Regions from separate parts of the Mus musculus genome. Here regions 1, 3, 4 and 5 are each linked to region 2. A link is a contact called in public Hi-C, HiChIP or PLAC-seq and promoter capture Hi-C data. All regions are on one chromosome and are shown on one strand. The core of a region is the stretch at or near the end of the contact, and the rest is flanking DNA. Distances in the headings are between cores, read along the strand shown.

What was found. Promoter capture Hi-C pulls out the DNA fragments that hold promoters and counts their contacts. Hi-C and Micro-C count contacts between places; a contact is called where the count stands out from the background. HiChIP or PLAC-seq counts read pairs in DNA pulled down with a chosen protein or histone mark.
Region 1: a contact with region 2 is called in an H3K27ac HiChIP or PLAC-seq map of embryonic stem cells, with 2.9 times the contacts expected there. The contact joins the enhancer-like site here to the promoter of Lyrm9 in region 2. A contact is called at or near these places in 10 of 39 promoter capture datasets (the C10 cell line, HPC-7-derived erythroid cells, cranial neural crest and 4 more), 1 of 15 datasets of contacts at CTCF or cohesin (pro-B cells), 7 of 484 Hi-C or Micro-C datasets (the N1E-115 cell line, bone marrow-derived macrophages, embryonic stem cells and 3 more), 18 of 115 datasets of contacts at active chromatin or transcription factors (the 230-238 cell line, the SCID.adh cell line, SST interneurons and 8 more) and 4 of 9 other capture datasets (adipose tissue, embryonic stem cells, liver and 1 more).
Region 3: a contact with region 2 is called in an H3K4me3 HiChIP or PLAC-seq map of the SCID.adh cell line, with 15 read pairs. The contact joins the promoter of Lgals9 here to the promoter of Lyrm9 in region 2. A contact is called at or near these places in 5 of 39 promoter capture datasets (the 3T3-L1 cell line, 3T3-L1-derived adipocytes, the SN4741 cell line and 2 more), 1 of 484 Hi-C or Micro-C datasets (Th1 cells), 6 of 115 datasets of contacts at active chromatin or transcription factors (the HPC-7 cell line, the SCID.adh cell line, acute myeloid leukemia and 3 more) and 2 of 9 other capture datasets (adipose tissue and liver).
Region 4: a Hi-C map of the G1E-ER4 cell line shows a contact between it and region 2, with 2.2 times the contacts expected there. The contact joins the enhancer-like site here to the promoter of Lyrm9 in region 2. A contact is called at or near these places in 2 of 39 promoter capture datasets (the 3T3-L1 cell line and pre-B cells), 47 of 484 Hi-C or Micro-C datasets (the 63-12 cell line, the AML12 cell line, B cells and 27 more), 3 of 115 datasets of contacts at active chromatin or transcription factors (T-cell acute lymphoblastic leukemia, epiblast stem cells and thymocytes) and 2 of 9 other capture datasets (embryonic stem cells and liver).
Region 5: a promoter capture Hi-C map of the HPC-7 cell line shows a contact between it and region 2. The contact joins the enhancer-like site here to the promoter of Lyrm9 in region 2. A contact is called at or near these places in 13 of 39 promoter capture datasets (the C10 cell line, the HPC-7 cell line, HPC-7-derived erythroid cells and 7 more), 3 of 15 datasets of contacts at CTCF or cohesin (the NIH/3T3 cell line, large pre-B cells and pro-B cells), 3 of 484 Hi-C or Micro-C datasets (bone marrow-derived macrophages, liver and nephron progenitors), 21 of 115 datasets of contacts at active chromatin or transcription factors (the 230-238 cell line, the NIH/3T3 cell line, the SCID.adh cell line and 15 more) and 3 of 9 other capture datasets (adipose tissue, liver and pancreatic islet).

What each region holds. Positions count from the first base shown.
Region 1 is chr11:78,662,854-78,665,553 of GRCm38.p6, forward strand. All of the region lies in intron 1 of Nlk (nemo like kinase), which reads right to left. Among named protein-coding and RNA genes, the nearest start is that of Nlk, 33 kb to the right of the region's middle. Within about 2 kb of position 1,353, at least 17 of the 459 cell types and tissues checked have an H3K27ac peak or open chromatin away from gene starts, as enhancers often do. A contact at or near this core is called in the N1E-115 cell line, embryonic stem cells and trophoblast stem cells, where this site is marked.
Region 2 is chr11:78,825,190-78,827,889 of GRCm38.p6, forward strand. It overlaps Lyrm9 (LYR motif containing 9), which reads left to right and starts at 1,406. Exons shown (of 4, transcript NM_001076681.2): 1 at 1,406-1,447.
Region 3 is chr11:78,983,599-78,986,298 of GRCm38.p6, forward strand. It overlaps Lgals9 (lectin, galactose binding, soluble 9), which reads right to left and starts at 1,326. Exons shown (of 10, transcript NM_001159301.1): 1 at 1,180-1,326. The coding sequence starts at 1,218.
Region 4 is chr11:79,015,867-79,018,633 of GRCm38.p6, forward strand. Ksr1 (kinase suppressor of ras 1) reads right to left here. Exons shown (of 19, transcript NM_013571.3): 19 at 1-397. The coding sequence ends at 319. Among named protein-coding and RNA genes, the nearest start is that of Gm11201, 6.3 kb to the right of the region's middle. Within about 2 kb of position 1,400, at least 54 of the 459 cell types and tissues checked have an H3K27ac peak or open chromatin away from gene starts, as enhancers often do. A contact at or near this core is called in the 63-12 cell line, B cells, the CH12 cell line and 7 more, where this site is marked.
Region 5 is chr11:78,620,812-78,623,511 of GRCm38.p6, forward strand. All of the region lies in intron 2 of Nlk (nemo like kinase), which reads right to left. Among named protein-coding and RNA genes, the nearest start is that of Tmem97, 71 kb to the left of the region's middle. Within about 2 kb of position 1,305, at least 9 of the 459 cell types and tissues checked have an H3K27ac peak or open chromatin away from gene starts, as enhancers often do. A contact at or near this core is called in the HPC-7 cell line and the SCID.adh cell line, where this site is marked.

The DNA of each region.
Region 1 (2,700 bases), core at 103-2,602, 160 kb before region 2:
CATGTAGAGAGACTGTCTGAGCAATGCCAAGGAATTGCTGTCCACGCTGCTCTTGCCTAATAAATAAATCCCACATAGTTCATGAGTAGCCCTTCAAACACAGGAACAAGAAGGGGACATGCATTTCTGACTAGTAAATGCCTGCAATGGATTCAGTGTTCCTGACATTTGGAGCAGTCTGTTCAACAAGACCTTGTATAAAAGCTAACAGCTAGGTGGGGTGGGATGGGATGTGGGGCTGGGATGGTCTATGAGTTCCAGGACGGCCAGGGCTACAGAGTAACCCTATCTTGAAGAAAAACAAAAAAGTAACATACATCAACTTAGAGATGTTTCTATCAGAGTAACATAACAGTCGGCTATCTGTCTGGGATCCTTGAATATTCAGAGTCTATTTTTTGAGGGGGGGAGGGGGTGGAGACAGGGTTTCTCTGTGCAGCCCTGGCTGTCCTGGAACTCTCTCTGTAGACCAGGTTGGCTTCGAACTCAGAAATCCACCTGCCTCTGCCTCCCTAGTGCTGAGATTAAAGGCATGCGCCACCACCGCCTGGCTCAGAGTCTATTTCTAAATGTTTTAAAAAAATGATTTGTCTGCCAGATCACTTAGTATAAATACAACCAATTCTCCTTATGAACAAAGTAAGGTTATTCCATATTTTATCAACAAAGTGCTTACTAGTGAAAATGCCGTTATTTCATACGTTCTACCAAAAAGAATATTTATCAAATAATAATATTAAATAATATTATAAAAAGTATTAGTTAATCTACAGGATGTAAATGGCCTTAAGGAGCATTTTGATTTGGGAAACTTAAAACAAAAGACCCTTTTAGGAAAATGTTTCTTAAGAGTGAGTTATGATCCTTTGAGCACCATGAGCCAGCCAGCTTGCCATAGTGGCACCCACATCTCTCCTATGTCCCCCTCTGACCAGACTGTGCTTTCTCAATAAACTTATGTCTTTCCAGGAAGATTCCTTCTCAACTCCTTTAGTGCTGCTGCTTAGCTCATGCTCTTATCAGCATCCCCAAATATGTGAGAAGATACAGAACAGAAAGCATGTTTTAAAAAAAATTAGTTTCTTCCACAATCAAAAATAATATATAGCAACCTCAGAAGGACTTAATAAACACCACAAACGGACTGACCAAGATCCAAGTAACAGAGCAACAGGCCTGCGCCCTGTACAAAGTAATCAAGGTCATTTGGAAACATCTCCCTCCCCAACCCTAGATCACTCTCACTTTAAAAGAACTAGCCAGCTGGGGGCTGGGAATGTGTAGTCAGTAGTAGAGCTTGACTAGCAGGCACAAAGCCCTGGGTCACATTCTTCCGCATTGTAAAGAAGAGAAAAAGATAACAATCACCAGGCAGGAGGATGCTGAGTTCCAGGACAGCCTGGGATACAGACCAGGTCTCAAACCAACCAACCGGAAAAATTTTACTTCACATAAAAGCAAACAGTTTGAAAGTTGAGTTCAGATTTAGAATAGAATTGTACTAGCTCAAGGCTCTTTCCAGAGTGCAAGATAGATACCACTTTTATGATAACTGAGGTCCCTTTATAGATGTTGACTGGCCCAAGTAATTTACCAAATTCAAATAAAATAATCTTCAACATGCTGACTAAGCTTTAATTACTTTAAAAGCTACTTTCTCAAAACTAACAGCAAATTAAGTTACAACAATCCTAGCATGGTGGGGCATGCCTTTAAACCCAGCACTCAGAAGGCAGAGGTAGGCGGTTCTCTGAGTTCAAGGCCAATCTGGTCTACAAGTTCCAGTACAGCCAGGGTTACATGCAGAAAGCTTGTCTCAAAAAACCAAAAGCAAACAAACAACAAACAATTCTAGCTAGAGGTGGAGAGATGCCTCAGGTCCCCAAATTTTTCTTTCTTAATTTCCAGAGTTGCTTATAAATATTTTTGAGAACTAAATTCAGTGAACTTTAGACAATGATTATGATACACAGGAGAACTAGAAATAAATACTGTGTTTTTCTGTCCATAGGGATATCTTTAAGAAAAAAATATATACACAAGGAAGTATGGAGTGTAAATTACAAATAATATAATCCTCCAGTGTATGGGTATGGATGGAGGTGAGTGCGTATCTAGAAAGGGAAAACCATAAAAGCACACAGGAAGTAAGATGTATACACACACACACACACACACACACACACACACACACACACACACAGTGGGGGAGGAGCACTTCAAGCTCGTGGACATGACTGAAAACAGACTGCACTTCTCCTCAACATACATCTTGTATTTGATAAATAGCTTAGAGGTAACTCCCAAATACTCAATAAATATCAATTTATGTAAATTTAATTGAAAATGTACTAAATGGCCTTAACCAAAAGGTATTTTTAACTAAACTTGAGAAAAATGAAGTCCTAGTAGCCAGAGCAGTATGGTAACAGGCTCACAAGTATGCATGTCATCACAGTTTTTCCAAAGTTACTGGCACAATGTTAACAGATAAAAGTCTAGGTTTTAATGGGCTACTCACTAGCATGCCAGAAGACCACGTGGCCCCTAGCAGAGACACAGTCCATTATAGATATGCCAAGACCCCCTAGAAGCCTTACTAGGGGCTCAAATAGGAAAAATAATTCCCAGACAGAGATAATGGGGATGGGGGTCGTTACTGATTTTGATTCTTAGAGAAACAGTATAATGGGAACACAT
Region 2 (2,700 bases), core at 156-2,655:
CTTGCTTCTTGAATATTTTATGACCTAGGTATTAGAATGAGGCTTCTGAAGCAGGAACACGGAGATCTAGGAACAAAAGAGGGGGACTGAGAGAACAGATTGAAATTTCTTAAAAATATGAAAGGATCTTAATGTTGTACGAGAGAGTGGATTGGTGTCCCAGCAGGTTGCTCCTAGTAAGGGCTCTAAAAGCGTAATGATTTATTGATTGGATCTGCACTAATGACATGCCGTGATTATGCATGGGTAAATAAAAAGGCTGATTTATGAGGGTGCATTCGGATCTTTCAGATACAGTTGGTCCAAGTCTACAGTTTGAAAATAAATGAAGGAAATTATCTGGGTATTCCAGGGGAAGAATCCTCCCACACAGATTTGAAGACGGGGTAGAGTGTTAGCTGAAGAGGAGGAAGGGGGTGCTTTGTGTGTGGGGGGGGTGCGGGAGGGAGACGGTGGCATTCTAGAGAGTTGAAGATGAATCAGAGAAAGGAAGTAGTTCTGTTAAGAAATAGCCCCTGCTTCCTAAGAGGAAGAAAAATAGACTTCCGAGTGCTGCTAAACAGCGATGTTTACTTTTAAAAAATGAAGAAAAAAGGCATTATAAGCAATTGTCTTGTTAAAGCAGCTACATGAGGAGCGTGTGTAAGGAAATCGGGCTTTTCATTATAGGTAGATTTTTTTTAAAGCCCCGAAGAGGAAAGATGAAGAGAAGCAATGTTATCCACCGGCGCCCTTGCTGCCTTTCAGACAGCGGCCCAGAGAAGCTAGAAGCCTCATTGAACAGGGCGTTTGTCTCATGAAAAAGACCTGTCTTTATTTCTTTCAGGATATAAAACTTGTGTTTAAATCAATTCAGAGAAGCATTCTGACTTTAAACATGCGCGAGTGGGGAGAACCCGTTTAATGAAACAGCATTATTTCATTTTCAAAAAATGATCCCGGCAGTAGCTGCAAGTTAAGATTCTTCATTCTCTCCCTCGATTATAATTATAGCAGAGTTGAAAGGAAGCGTGCCTATTACTGTCATATGTATTCTTCTGACAGGTGTTGTGGGACTGTAATTTGATCAAGTGACTCGAAATGAAGACTCCCTTCCAAACATAATTCCTGTCATCAACATAACAACAGGAAGGACACGTCCTTCAAGAAGACGTTTCACAGATCTTGAGCACCCCTAATATTCTCCATTCGTGGGAATATGAAGAAGAGCTTGCCATCAGAGTTTGTATCCAAGGTTGTAAGGGAGACAAGGAAAAGCGGGCCGTGGTTCCAGCCAACTGGGCGGGGTCGGATCAGGAAGCCCGCACCCAGTAGGACCCCGAGTCCCGCGGATGGCCGGCAGAGGGCGCTAGGGTACCAGGCGGGGGCGGGGCTGCGCTTGCTTCTGCCGCGCAGGCGCAATCGTGTCGCTCGCGGTGTCTCCAGTTGGCGTCCGCCGGGAAGGCGGGTGAGCCGCGCTGCGCGGGCCCTTGGGCGGGGACTCGGGGGGCGGCAGGGGCGGGCTGGGGATTACCGAGGCTGCCTGCAGGGCCGGGATATGTGGAAGCCCTGGGGGCGATCTGCGGGCTCTCCAGGCTTTCCCCTAGTGCCAGCGACACCTGTCGCAGCCATAGTTGCCGCGCCGCGGAGGAGCGTGGGAGGCCGGGATGCGGTGTCGGAGGACACGGGGAGCCAGGTCTCTGCCATGTGCTGCTGGCATCTGCACTCGGCTGGAGCAGCCTCCGTTCTATGGTTTTCAAAGAGGAGACGTGCTACTCTCACTCGGTCTGCAGGAACACCCTGTTACCAGGAGTATCTGGAATAATTTTGGTCTTTGCAATATGTAACCCTATCTGGCCTTGAACTCGTAATCCCCCTGCCCCAACTTCCCAGTAGTACTGTGATTCCCGGCCAGTGCTAAAGTGCACACGTTTAATAACATTTAGAATGTGCGCAGATGTGCATCTATGGCCACTGTTGATTTTAGAACATTTACCTTGAAAGAAAACCATCTACATTTGCTGGCAAAACCCCTCTCCAGTCTCGTCCTTTCTCTTTGCGCTAGGCAACCACTTAGCTGATTTCCATAGATTTTGTTAGTTCTGAACATTTCACAGAAATGGAATCAATCATATGCAGCCCCGGTTATTGGTTTCCTGCGTCTTTTATGCCTCATTCAAAGCACGCACGTGGTAGCATATGTAAGTGCTTCATTCGCTTTATTACAGAATAATTTTCCAATGTTTGCCTGGATCAGATTTTATCTCCCCATGTGCCCAGTGATGGCCCTTGGGACTCATTTGAAGTCCTTACTCTTACATACCTGTCTTCTGGGTATAAGGTGGGGGTGGGGGTGGGGGTGGGCCAAAGAAAGGGAAGGATAAAGTGTATATCCTTGGGTGGCACGTGGGATTTGGCCAGGAAGAAAGAGACTGATTAGCTTAGCTGCTAACTAGGAGCTAGGAACAGCTCCGTGGTAAAAAGGTTGCCAGGCATCGTCAAGCCCCAGGATTCATTTCCAGCATCCCCACCTCCCACAGGGATGGACCAAAAACTGGTTCTGAAGGGTGTGCCGGTGGGAATGTAGGGAGGCTGGCCTGACCTTGGCTGTGTGGGAGAGGGACGAGGGGAGGCAGGATTGCTGGAAGAACATAAATATGCCAGATGGAGCCCTAGGGTGGGCGGGGGCAGGGAGCTAACCATTCCTATTTTCAACTTTCT
Region 3 (2,700 bases), core at 76-2,575, 160 kb after region 2:
TCATGCCCCTGTGACACGTCCTGCCCTTGAAGGCCCCACAGAGACACTGGACAGTCCCTTCTAGCTTTCCCATCTACCTTCCATGCAGGTCCCAAGTTAGAAGCCTTAACCCTGTGGCTGAGGACACTGGTAGCCCCAAGCAAAGCCCAGAGCCGTGCTAGATCAGGCTCTGACGCTGGGCTCTGGCAGCCAGCTCACCTACAGACCCTGCTATCTCCCACCTGCACACACGGCGACTCTACAGAAGGTTCCTGGGAGCATCACTTTCGTCTCCATTACTGCCATCTCCCCATGAGCATCCCCTCTTCTGGGAAAAGCACTTTCCTTCGCTGTCACCCACCATCTGAGGACATGTGGCAAGGCCTCGACCTCTCAAAGTCTCAGTGTCTCCACTTACAGTGTGGCTACTAAGCTTCCTAGTGTATAAACAAAACCACCTATAGACAGGGGGTGGAAAAAGGAGCCCAAGGCAGCCCTTTGCACCCTGCACTAAAAGACAGTCCCTACTTGCCTGTCTGCACACACTCTGGAAGTGTTCTTGGGTGAATTCTGATGTGGCCCTTGGAGAACAGAGGGGAGGGCTTCCCTGTTCCCCTCCCGTGCACTCCCAAGACACCTCCATGTTCCAGGTGCTGTTTAAACACCCACGTGTGCTATCTGCTTTCTCCTTGTTTTAACCTCAGGAGACAGACTAAGTATTATTTCCATTTTACAGATACAGAGAGGAGAAAGTACTGCGCGTGCGACATCACCTAGTTTGTAAATGGCTGAACAGAGATCCTCTCTAAGGCAGACACTTTAAGTGTCATGTGAATATCTGCTACCTGCTACCTCCCCCCACCCCCAACAAGCCCATCCACATCATCATATAAACCGTCTCCTTCCTTTGTAGATGCTACCAGGTAGCATGGAACAGGCACATGTTAATTCACCTCATAAATCATAGTGAGTGGCACCCTTGGGTCCTCAGAGGCACAGCAAGCCTAGCATGAGACACGAGCTGCATCAGGATGACCCAGCTGACATGCCTGGCATGTTTGTCCCTTATGTGCTGTCTGCAGGACACCCCACCCTCTATCTGTGCCACTCCGTTGTTTCCCCACAGGTCCAGAGCAACTTCCCCTGGATGTGGCCGTTAGCTTTTCCTCAATCACCCCACAACTGCATCCCACAACTCACCGGGTTAATGTATGGAGACTGGGCACTGAAGAGAGCCATCTCTTCTATCTCAGGGGAACCAATGCTCTCTTCCTCACTCGATGGTGGACGACAGAACTCTGCGCAGGGCAGGGCTGAGCTAGGAAACAGAAACCACAGCTATTTGGCACTTCTTCAAGGGGAGGAGCTCAGTGGCTGAGGGAAGTGTCTAGAGAAAAAGAAAGCTGATGTCAGGGTGGAGGGCTGGAGGTGGGACTCAGTGGGAGGACCTAGGACCAGTGGACACTGGGTGTTCCCTGCTCTGCCTTGACTTTCCCTTCCTGTGCTCTGCCCAGAGAACCAGTCACATGGCCAGCAGGCGTTCCTCGACAGCCTCGGCCAGAAGTGGCTGTGCTTCTGAGCCTGCTTCCTCACCCCATCTAGCAGAGCTGAGCCTTCATTTGTCCTCTGGGTGGGCATCCGTGGAAAAGACCTTCCTCAGACCTTTGTATGTGCAGAGAAAACAGTGCTCAGAAAGACCAAGGGGCAGCATGAGCAAGGTTACACAACTCCTTACGGGCACTCCGAAATCTCTGTGATGCTGTAGGCTTCCAAGAAGCATCTCTCCCTGGTGTGAAAGCTTAACCATGGAGAGCTATTTTGCAAGAAACACACCACCGCTGAGGTTGTTAATGTGGACTATGTGGGGGCCCTGGGAACTTCATTGCCATCTGCCTGTGAATTTGTCTGTTCTCCTTGTCTCTCCCCTCTGTCCCTCTGTTTTGGGGTAAGAAGAGGAAACATACTTTGGACACAGTAGAATATTCCAAGTGACAAGGGAGGAGACCCTAGGAAATATTTGAAATAGTTTTGAAGCCAGGAGAGATGACCCATCATGAATTCCCAGCATGCCTAGTCTACAACATACATAATTGCTCCCTCCTCCTTTCCTCCCTCCCCACTTCCTCCTTTTCTTCATGTAGACCAGGCTGGCTTTGAACCCAGTATGTAGCCAAGGATGGCCTTGAACTTCTTCTTTTTTTTAATAATTTTTATTTTTTATTTATATGTAAGTACACTGTAGCTGTCTTCAGACACACCAGTAGAGGATGTCAGATGTCATTACAGATGGTTGTAAGCCACCATGTGGTTGTTGGGATTTGAACTTTGGACCTTCATAAGAACAGTCAGTGCTCTTTTTTTTGGTTTTTTGTTTTTGTCTTTGTTTTTTGTTTTGTTTTGTTTTTGTTTTTCGGGCAATTAGCGCTCTTAACCAGTGAGCCATCTCTCCAGCCCCAACCTTGAACTTCTGATCCTCCTGCCTCTACCTCCCAAGTGCTTGGATTATACCTATGACTCACCTCTACCTGATGGTGCCGGGGTTAGGACCTAAGGCTTCCTATGAGCTAGACATGCACTCCACCAACTGAACTACATCACCAGCCTTTCCCTGCCTTAAACAAAAACACAAAACCAAAACCCAGCTCCTGCAGCTTAGGTTATGAGTTAAGGGAAATAATCAGTGAAGCAAAGAATTGCAGGACAGGTTTGGGGTGGGGGTGG
Region 4 (2,767 bases), core at 150-2,649, 190 kb after region 2:
GCCAGCACCCTTCTGCAGAATGATCTTCACCTACTGTAAAATACCAAGCTTGCCAGGCAGAAACCTCTGTGTAAACACTGGCGGTAGTGGTATCATCTGGAGTTGCGTGTATGGCTGCGATCCTGAGCTCCACACACCTTGGTGACGCACGCACGCACGCACGCACGCACGCACGCACGCACGTCCTTTAGGGAGGAGACACGCTCCCAGTCCGCAGCTTGGGATGCAATGCTTCTGATTCCTTGAGGTGGTGGTCTGCATGTTTCGTGATCATGTTTTCGAAAGGAAGACACTCTCTGCATGAACGTGCAGGGCTGGCTACATCTTTGGATTACCGGACTCCAGGGTCCCCAGGCCAAACCTTTCAAAGCGGGGCATGACTTTGCTGCTGTTAATGCTGTGAAGAGGAGCAGAGACACGGGTTATGGCTCTGCTGGCCTCGTCCAGTCCAGAGTTAAGGTTGTCGCTGGTTAAGCTTAGCAGAGGAGCCGAGTGAAGGCGACTGCTCCGCCCACAGTCTTGGCAGAGCTGCTCCTGGCCTCCCTAAGCCCCGGGCCTCGGCTACATTCCCTTCCTGGCAGGGCTGAGGGGAAAACAGATGCTTGTCCACCTGACTGCCCAGCACCCAGCATGGCGGTAGCTGTAGTTTCCACCCTGGCTGCCCCACATGGATGTGGGACTGGGTGAGCCAGGCCTGAGGACCAGCAATGCCACACACTCCTTTTAGAAATAGCGCTCACACGGGGCCTACTGGGGCCACTATGGAGCAGAATCCCGAGCCTGACTGCAGAAATCTGGTCAGGGAAGGACATGAACTCCTAACAGATGTGGCAGCAGGTTTGCCTCCATTACTAAGCTCTGGTGGCAGGTATCACGTTGTTTATGACAGTTTTGAGTGTGGCTCCTAAGGACCCAGCCTTTTTAAACTGATGCCTTTCATCAGTGTGTGTGTGTGTGTGTGTCCTGTCTTCAAGAGAAAGAGAGGACTCCAGTCAGGGTCCATGACCTCAGTGCTGACTCTGGGCAGCTCCGAACTGTGACACCCTTTGTAGAACAATGTCCCAGGGTCACCGAGCCCCTCCCCATCCTGAGCATGCTCAGCAGGGGCTCATGAAGGTGTTAGTAAGGGCTAGGGAGCAGAGGAACACAAGCAAGAGCCACTCTTGGGAGAACAAGAGAAAAGAGACCATCTTATCCAGGAAGGCGGCTGAAAGCTGCTCTTCCGCCTCGAGGGTCACTCTGTTAGTGCCATCCTCCCCTGGCAGTGATGAAAGTCAGGCACCCACAGGCCATGTGGAGGGGAGGGGAAGCTGTTAAATGGAGCACAGGGAGGAGTCTGGAGCAGCAGAGATGGCGTCCCCTGGGTTAGTGCCTGCTGGCATTTTTTGAGTCTTAGCAGAAGTCACGAAGCTGAGTCGGTGTTTAGGAGGAAGGAAGCCCCGGGGCATGCAAGACAGCCAGGTCTACAACCTAGGGACAGAGGAGAGAGTGGTATCAGAGTCTGAGCCTAAAGGAGCCAGGGCTTAGGGGCCTGGCCAGGCCAGATGCCCAGGGACCCACCTCAGAACAGGATCCCCACCTCCACCCCTCAGAATGGCTGGGGACAAGCACAGGGAATCTTCTCCAAGTTCCCACGGGGCAGTCGTAGGTCCCCAGGGCTCCCTGTGACGAGCAAACTGGCTTCAGAGATGATCACTTCTGCTTTCTTGGCTCCTCCCTCCCTCTCTCTACATTCATTATTACTATTATCATTATTAATGTCTGTAGTTCTGGACCCCAAACCCAGCCTTGTGAATACTAAGCAAGAGCTCTACACAGAGTCACACCCCCAGCCGTTCACTTGTGCTTGTTTGGTTTGCTTTTTGAGACAGGGTCTCTTCTGGCACTCACTGTGTAGACCAGGCTGGCCTCAGACTCAGACTCATAGAGATCCACCTGCCCCTGCCTCCCGAGTGCCGGGATTAAAGGCGTGTGCCCATCCCCGTCCCCAGCTGCCACTGATGATTCTACTTCTGACATTTTACTATGTATCCTAGGCTAGACCCAAACTTAAAATCCCCCTGCCTCGGCCTCCTCAATGCTGGGATGATAGGCGTACACCACCACAGCCGGATCACTGGATTCTCCTCTCCTGAGCTCTAGCCATAGTGGGACTTGGGGGGACCTGCTTGGCTCACTGAGCGCTAAACCCCCCTCGCCCACATGCTAGCTAGCTCCTGTGGTATGGAGAGGGGCCCTCCCTGCTGCACACCGTGCGTTTCTTTAACTCTCTGTGAGAAACACAAGTCTGGTGGCCATTTCAGATGCAAGAGGTCATTATGGATTATGGGAAATCAAAGCAAGAATGTGAGAAGCTGGCATGCAGAGACAGAATGGGAGGGTGGGTAGGACAGCCACACACAGGCAGAAAACGAGAGAATGGCAGAAACACACTATTCCTCCAGAACTGGACAGGAGTTCTTAAAGTCGGGGTGACCATAGCGTCCTTTCCCGTAGTAGCGGCTCCGCCAGCGGCTAGGGGTGCCCGAGACCGTTTCACCAGCAGTTGAAGAGAGCCGTCCAATCCGGTCCAGCCCGGTGGGTGATGGCAGCCAGCAGACAGGTGGAGGAGTCAGGATGGTAGAACAGGGGAGATGACAAGACAGGCCAGTGTATCCGCCACCCCCCCAAAAACGAAAAGTGATGAAGCCGACAGGAAAGAAAACAGAAGTGAGAGTTAGAGACCCCATGTCCGAGGAAGCCACGGAAGCCTGGGAGCTGGTGGCTG
Region 5 (2,700 bases), core at 55-2,554, 200 kb before region 2:
TATTAAAGATGTTTGCCACCATGTCTATCTGTGAGACCCTGTCTTACATTCTCTTATACACACACACACAATCAGAAAACAAAACAAAAACCTCAAACAATGACTTATAAATTATGATTGACTAATGTCTCTATCACTTTAAATTTTACTACAAGATTTCTCTTCCATTCCCCTTTTTTCTTTTTACAATTTACTTGTGCAAGAAACCTTGTTCACTTTAAAGGCTCTCCTTTTTCAATCATGTTTTACCTTTTTTTTTTTAGATGATTTGTTTTTATGTGTATTAGTGTTTTGCTTGCATACATGTCTCTGTGAGGATGTCAGATTGAAAATGGAGTTATAGACAGTTGTGAGCTGCCATGTGACTGTTGGGAGTTGAATCTGAGTCCTCTAGAAGAACAGCGGGGTCATCTCTCCAATGCCATTTTAAAATTTTAAATCAAGATTTGTTGCCAGGTAGGTGGCATACACCTTTAATCCCAAAATTTGGGAGGCAGAAGCAGCTGGATCTCTGTGAGTTTGCAAAAGCATGGTTTATGCAAGAGTTCAAGGCCAGTCAGGTCTGCATAGTGAGACCTGGTCTCTAAAAATTTGTTTTCAAGCCAGGCAGGGGTGGTATATACCTTTAATCCCAGCACCTGGGAGACAGAGGCAGGAAGATCTCTGAGTTTGAGATCTGGTTCTAAACCAGCTAGGGCTATACAGAGAAACCCTGTTAGACAAAACAAACAAACAAACAAACAACAAACAAACAAAAAGTGGTTTTCAATTATAACTTTCTTTAATGAAAAAGCCTTCCCTCAAGTTGAAGCCAGTTAAACACAGAGGGATTTATTGTTTGGATGTTTCTAGAAGAATTATGTATATTTCCTTTTAAATTAAAATGCTTATAGTGAGAATTTTTTTCAGCAGAAAATATTTTTCAGTTTCTTCACAAAGAAAATTTTCATCATGTGGAAACAATTACCTCATTTTTACATATTTTAAAATCTTAAATCAGCCAGTGTAGCAAATTTGTACAACTTTCCTACTTGTGGCACACACAATAAAAAATTAACATGAATGTCTGAAGCTTGAGGAAGGTGATTAGGAGTCACATTCTGTTACTAGATATCTTTTAGGCTCTCAACTCTGTACCTGAGCAAGATACATTCTACATTGGGAGAAAACACATGCAAAAAATGACAGTGTCTATTAGGCAAAGCTCCTTTACACTTCAAATCCATCTGAGCTAATTAGAGGTTATCTAGTGGGAAGTGGCAGCCCTATTTTCAGAAGAATGAGGCTTCCTTATTCCATTCTGATGAGGCCCCCACCAGAAAAGCCACAAGTACCTCAGATAGTGGCCTACACCATCTGGCTACTGACTGGTTTAAACTCTTGCTTGTTGTTTTGTTTAACCTTAGTGCAGAGAAAAGCAGTACTCAGACAGGCAGAAAAGGCCAAGGATCTCAAAGCAATGTAAATGAGCAAGTGAGATGGAACACTAGAGAGTTCAAACACAAAGCTTCATGTGTAACTCTTTCATTTAAACAGATGGGAGTTTCTCTTGACCCCACAATTATTTGGGGAAATCAAATAAAGCTTAGCCTTTTGAGGCAAACAGAAAGGCACTTGTAAAGATGCCCTGGATGGAATCCAAGTACCCTCCTACATACACACACCCCAAAATCTCAAAAAGTGAGAAGTAGCCAGGTGTGGTGAAACTCAGGAACAAACAGGCAGATCTTTGTAAATTCAAGGCTCATCCTGGTTACTTACTCCAGGCCAGCCAGAGCTACATAATAAGACCCTGTATAAGAAAACAAACAAACAAACAAACAAACAAACCAAGCAGGGCATTGGTGGCACACACCTTTAATCCCAGCACTCAGGAGACAGAGGCAGAGACAGAGACATGGATCTGAGTTCAAGGTTAGCCTGGTCCTAGAGAGAGTTCCAGGAAACAAAACAAAGCAAACACTGCCCCTCCTCTCCCCCCAAAAGACAATAAAAAACTGTATACTTTCATTTATTTATTTGATGTTTATGCCAATGGCATGCGTAGCGTCAGGCCAGCCTATGGGACTCAATCCTCTCCCATCATGTGGGTCCCAGGGGCTGAAGTCAAGCTGGGAGGCTTCACTGCAGGCTTAGCCACCCTGTCTGCTGGTCCAGTCTCCTTTATTCACAGATGCCTGTGAGGTTTACTCATGTTGCTAAGTGAGTTACAGTTCATTTGTTTTACTGCTATGGGATACTCCTTTGTATGAAAGGAATATTTCATCATGTAACTTTCAGTATCCAGCTATTATAAGTTAAGATGTCATTCCTATTCTTACATGAGTCTTTTGCTAGATGTATGTATCTGTCTGTCTTATAAGGGGTGTTAGGATAATACATTTAGCTTTAGTAGTGACCACTTATCTCAAAGTCAAAGATACTTTCCTGCTAATTTACTCTAAAGATTGTGTTATTTAACTTTTCATAGTTGAGTCTATGACTCACTTCAATCAATTTAATGTATCGTGTAAAGGAGAGGTCTTAAGGTGAAGTATTATTGAGTTTGTTAAGCCTATCACAAGTTTTCACTTTTCCTTAATAATATGGTAAGTGGCTATCTCCATTCATCTCCATTCATAAACTATAAAATTTATTGATACCTGGATCTCAACCCTAAAGATTCCAATTTCTAAGTCTGAAGTAAGATCTATGACTCTT